Linked DNA regions of Triticum aestivum: region 1 is linked to region 2. A link is a contact called in public Hi-C data. All regions are on one chromosome and are shown on one strand. Each heading gives the region's core, a stretch centred on a gene start, on an enhancer-like site or on the middle of the called end of the contact. The rest is flanking DNA. Distances are from core to core; before and after follow the strand shown. Region 1 has its middle 7.6 kb from the start of LOC123121558. Region 2 holds the start of LOC123121557 (dormancy-associated protein homolog 3).

Region 1 (2,700 bases), core at 41-2,540, 240 kb before region 2:
GATCGTTCAATGTCCGTCCATATGTATGCCACTATTAAGCAAGCTCGCCGTTCGAGGAACCAACTCCGGCGCCACGCATTGACGCACCCGGATGCTTGGCCTCACCAGAATCCGCTATTTAAAGGCGGCCAGACCCGGCTAACTCCACACCACACCACATCCGCTCCACATCGTCCTCCCTTGCACCACATCCATCATGACCGCAAGCTCTAGCGCTTTGTAAGAGAGCTTGTTATTGAAGTAGAAGCACGAGATGGCCGCTCTTGCAGCCGCCTGGCAGATCAAGCACGACATGCTGATTAGCTCGCCCAAGGTCTCTGATGATGATCCCACGATGGAGAGGGACTCGGACGACAACACTACGCTGGACCCCGCACCTGTGCTTGCCAACTTGACCATGGAGCAGGCGCAGGCGCACTTCGACGCCGTCATGACAGAGAGGAGCAGGCTGCGGTGGCTCCTATGTTGACGTTCCGCCAGGCGCAGGAGGAGCTGCGGTACACCATATTTCTCCTCGAGCAACACTGGCTGGCGGAGGGCCAAATCTACATCGACCTCACATCCACTGGCACCGTCGACGGATAGGTCACAGACTCTTTCGAGGAGGCGGCAGGGCATTGTGTCCCAAGTGGGCCGGTCTGTCTCCCATGTCCTACTCTTCCTCGTAGGAGACCGCACCTTCACTTTACGTGTCTTGAACCCCCACGGGCGCTCATGGAGACGGTAATTGCAGGACGTGGTCGCTGATACGAAACAAAGGAAGTGGACGACGGACGTCAGTCGTAGGATAGATTTAGGTCCGATCGCTCTTTTTTAGTGAAATATATCGGAATTGTAGTGAATGTGTTCTGGTGTATATGAAATCAGTCAATTTGCATGAACTACGTTTAGTATATTTAAATTCGTTTTGAATTATATGCGGCTAGCCTTAGATGGCTGGTTTCCGCATCTTTGTTCGTGGATAGGTCGCTTATTGCACACGGATGCAGGAGCTAAGTATGCGGATCCGTTGAAGATGCCCTAGAGAGTAATAGTAATTCATTTTCATGCACGACTCTTGTCACTCCCCAGTTCCATGCACGGACCAAACAAAAATTCAGAAAATGTCGGGCTCCATGAGCTTAATTAATTAACAAACCATCTACTGCGTCGCTTTCTAGAATTTTCCACGCCCATGTGCCCAGCGTAGAAAATTGTACTTTAGCCCCATCTCATCGGGCCCCTGGCTCGTCCGCATCCAAAGAATGATCAAAAGCGCCATTAGATCGTCCATAATCTAATCCGAACTGCGCTCGCAACAACACGTAGGCCCCACTACGTGGCGTGCCGCGGTTGGCTTTTACGCACTGGATCTTATCATCTCCGTGGAAACAGACGACGTAGTCGGTCCCACTTGCGGTGGGCCCGCCGGATCGAACGTCTTCGGCCCCACACTCTTTTTACCGGCGCGTCTGCGGACGGCTCGTTGCATCAGGGATCGCAAGCCGATCGTGGCTCGGCTTTGCTACGGCTCGGGTGACCATTTATCGGTAAGAAAGCTCTCGTTTTTTTTTGGCGTTGCAAGGACGAAACCCCAGAAAATGCTACCGCGTGTTCTTGCATGCGCTCCGTATAGCCAGCCTGTGGGTGATAGGGTTCACACACACCAAGGGCTCCGTGTCGGTCGGACTGTGCACCTGAACAAACCCTAGGCAACTGGGCTCAAAGGGCTGAGGACCATGTACAGATCAATACACAATACTTCCTTCGGTTTTTTTAGTTTGCATATAAGAGGCCATTTTCATAGGGCCAACAAATCGTGAGTTCAATACCCTTTGTCATCGCGGTTGCTTGGTCGTTATGGAAGCAAAGGAACGCATGCGTCTTCAACAAGGTCAGACAACAAAAGTCGCCCTTAGAGTTGGTTGACACGATCTTGAGTGAGGTTAAGGAGAGAAGGACGGCCGGAGTAGGAGTCGGAGGTTTATTTAGATTTGTGAGAGAGTAGGCTTTATTTTCTTTGTTGGTTGTAAAAGGTCGTTGCTGGCAGTGCATGTTCGCATCTGTTTGCCAGTTTCTTGTACATTGTCCTTACTTTCTTCTATAAAGATAAGGCACGCATTGGCGTACTCTCGAAAAAAAAAATGTTGTGTAAAAAAATATCAATATCTACAATACAAATATACATAATATGAAACTACATTCCATAATGAATCTGAAGATATTCCTTTGGCCTTGTAAATGTTGATACTTTTTTTTGTTGGGGATATAACCCCAAGGTGTGACCCGCCCAGGAGAGGCCGGTTTACACCGTTGGCGACTTAATATGAAGAAGGCCCAAGAGGCCTAAGAAGATGAAGTAAGAAGACGGCGGCTCATAGAGGCGGGTCTGATGGTGGCCCAAGACCCGGAAGTATGAACCGCCATATGATAGCTTGCCTGTTAAGGCAAAACAATTTAGAAACCAGGCCGGTTACGCTGTGTGATCCGGCTCGGACTCTTGTAAGTTTCGGATCTTGACCTGGGTATATAAAGGCGAGACTCGACGGCGGGTTGAACCAAGAAACAACAAGTCGATAGCTAGGTCAAGCGTATTTTGCTCCATTGTAATCGAAACCCAAGCAATACAACTAGAAGCAGGACGTAGGCTTTTACCTCTTTGCGAGGGGCCGAACCTGGGTAAACTCTCTATGTCCTTTGTCCCGTTCAACCCCTTTGAGC
Region 2 (2,816 bases), core at 208-2,707:
AGTGGTACAGACTAAAATAGGAAAGTTTGAGGGGGAGGGGGTGATCCGAATATCAAGTTCGGTAATGGCAAGGACCAAAAAAAATCCACTTATCTTAGCTTTGCCACGTAATTTAGAGCTGGTAATAAGCAAATGTATCATGAATTATATCTTAGCCTTATCTGTAGTAACAAGATATATATATATATATATATATATATATATATATATATATATATATATATATATATATATACACAAACGCCCCGTTTTAGTTGCAACACGGTATCAAATGATGACAATTTCTGCTCGTTTTTGCCTCAAAATTTCCATCTTCTCATATGCTGCCATGCTTCTCGGAAGAAAATGCAACGGGTTCTAAAGAAACCGCAAGCAAAAATGTTGCCAACTATTGAGTCCTTAAAAGAAGACATTTTTTTTAGGTTTTCTGAGTATGTCACATTTACTAGACTAGTCAACGTGTACGTGTAATGCATGTTAATTTGAAAGTATATTAAGTGCATGGGTCACGCTATTCGTCACCCTGGGTGAGGAATAGTTATTCTTCACCCCTCTCTATTTTGACATCACTGCACCGTATTTTTAGGTTTCGTAAATTTCTTCTTATTTCATACTAAAAAAAGAACGTAAGAAAATATATACTCGCCGTAAAAAATATTTTATGTTACGTAAAATTACGAACGTAAAAACATAGTGTAAAACATACATAAAATGTGATATTTCTGATCTTATAACTTTTTTTTTTGTTTTCTTATACCAAATTTTACATAGTGAATCAATATGAATGTAACTATTTGTATTCCGAACGTAATTTGTTTATGAAGCGACCGTAAGATTATCTCGGGTGAAGAATAACTTATTCTGCATCCTGGGTGATGAATAGTTTTACTAGTGCATGCGGATATTAAGTAGGATATTATTTGCGTGTTATTATGTGATTAGCACTATATTTAGCATGAAATTAAATGCACGCTAAACGTGTTGAGCGCTCGACATTGAAGCGGTCTAGGTCATTGGATCGACATGATTTAATGGACGAGATTAATTGAATCTGCTCTTTTGGGTCTTTTTATATTGGTGTAGATATAGATGACATCATTATCATGTCCTTGACACCTCAAGATCCATTTTGCAGATCCTCAAAGAAAAAAAAATCCATTTTGCAGGTTGAGCCGATTCAGTACTCCGACACTAGCGGGAATCCGCATCCCAAACTACTTTTATCCGATATAACAACCCTATCCGGTTTGTTTGACTCATCACCCGCAATTACCGACGAAGACCCCGAAAATAACACCACACCTCCCATTTTATCCACTCCCACTCTATCCATTTCCTAATCCCGGACGGCTAAAAACTGCGTCGGCTACGCTGGACCGCAGGAGCCGAGCCGACCGCGCAAGGCGGAGCCCGGAAACAGAAAGATGGGCGATCCCAGAGTTGCGTACGCCCCCCAAATATCTCGCCTACGTCCCCTCCCCACCACCCCTCGGCCTCATCTATAAAACTCCACCCGCTCCCTCCCTCCAACAAAGAAGGAAGGAACGAAGGAGGATCCACTGCGCCTGCGCCTGCGCCTGCGCCACACACACCCTTCGACACCAAAGGTAATAATCAGTTCCATCCCCTTGCCCCTCCCTCTCGGCCAAGAACACGCGAGGCAAGAACAGATTAACCGGAGGAAGAAGAGGAGATGATCATGATTGTATGAACGTGGCTCCTGATCTACCACGTACGTGCAACGCGCAGGTTTGATCGGATCGTCGTGCGCTCCATGGGGCTTCTTGACCAGCTGTGGGACGACACGGTGGCCGGGCCGCGGCCGGACCACGGCCTCGGCAGGCTCCGCAAGTACGCCTCCTTCTCCCCGTCCTCCTCGGCGGCCGGCACGACCGCTGCCGTGCCGTCGGCCGACGTGGCGGCGCCGGCGGTGACGCGGAGCATCACCATCCTCCGCCCGCCGGCTCTGTCCGTGACGTCGCCGCGCGGCGAGTCCGGCTCCGGCTCCGCGCCCTCGTCCCCGGCCAGCGTCCCCGACTCCCCCTTCAGCACAGGTATCTTATCACACCTTTGCCTCCTATTTTTTATCTCGTACGACGAGGCCGGCGTGATGTGGCTGACATGCTTGCTTGTGACTGCAGCAACGACACCCAGGGGAGAGAGTGGTTGGAGTAAGCTGCGCCGCAAAGGCAGGATGGCCGCCGACGGCATGGAGGCCAGCCCCGGCACCCCCAGGAGCCCCACCGTCTTCGACTGGTGCGTTGGCTTCAAAGTTCAAACCGAATATCCCCTCTTGTTTTCGAGCGCACCACATCACGAACCCAAATGCTAGATCCAACCACCATGACTCTATCTAGTACAGTAGCCATAAATCTGATGCCTCTGAACCTTGTCTCTTGCAGGGTGGTGATCAGTTCGCTCGACCGCTAACCGTGAAAAAAGAAGAAGATCCACCAAGACGGAGAAGCGCACGAGCACAAGGAGAGTAGCTGCAAACTTGACCGGAAGATGGAACCCTGTCCCAGTATATGTTACTGTATCAGTTATGTACGTACTAGTACTACTTCCGCTGTAAACATCCACTCCACGTGAGATGGTGCGAGTTTTCGTAGCAAAGGATGTGCTAGATGGATCCGAGTGGTAGCTCAAGGAAAACTTTGGTAGTAGGCAACCGGCGACGTGCAACGACCTGAGGCGAATGAGACCGATGTGAAGTGTGTGTGTGTGTGTAAATCCTACCAGTAGATGCACTAGATCAGAGGGGATGTTGAGCTCTAGCTGCTCTGTACAAGGCCCGCGGGCAGCATGTGCTAATG

Evidence for each region. Hi-C and Micro-C count contacts between places; a contact is called where the count stands out from the background.
Region 1: a Hi-C map of leaf shows a contact between it and region 2, with 3 times the contacts expected there. The contact joins the enhancer-like site here to the promoter of LOC123121557 in region 2. A contact is called at or near these places in 3 of 5 Hi-C or Micro-C datasets (all in leaf) and 1 of 1 datasets of contacts at active chromatin or transcription factors (leaf).

Annotation. Positions count from the first base shown.
Region 1 is chr5D:333,077,416-333,080,115 of IWGSC CS RefSeq v2.1, reverse strand. No RefSeq gene overlaps it. Among protein-coding and RNA genes, the nearest start is that of LOC123121558, 7.6 kb to the right of the region's middle. Within about 2 kb of position 1,290, at least 7 of the 8 cell types and tissues checked have an H3K27ac peak or open chromatin away from gene starts, as enhancers often do. A contact at or near this core is called in leaf, where this site is marked.
Region 2 is chr5D:332,840,126-332,842,941 of IWGSC CS RefSeq v2.1, reverse strand. LOC123121557 (dormancy-associated protein homolog 3) reads left to right here and starts at 1,457. Exons shown (of 4, transcript XM_044541567.1): 1 at 1,457-1,607; 2 at 1,750-2,054; 3 at 2,142-2,256; 4 at 2,403-2,816. The coding sequence starts at 1,775. The coding sequence ends at 2,430.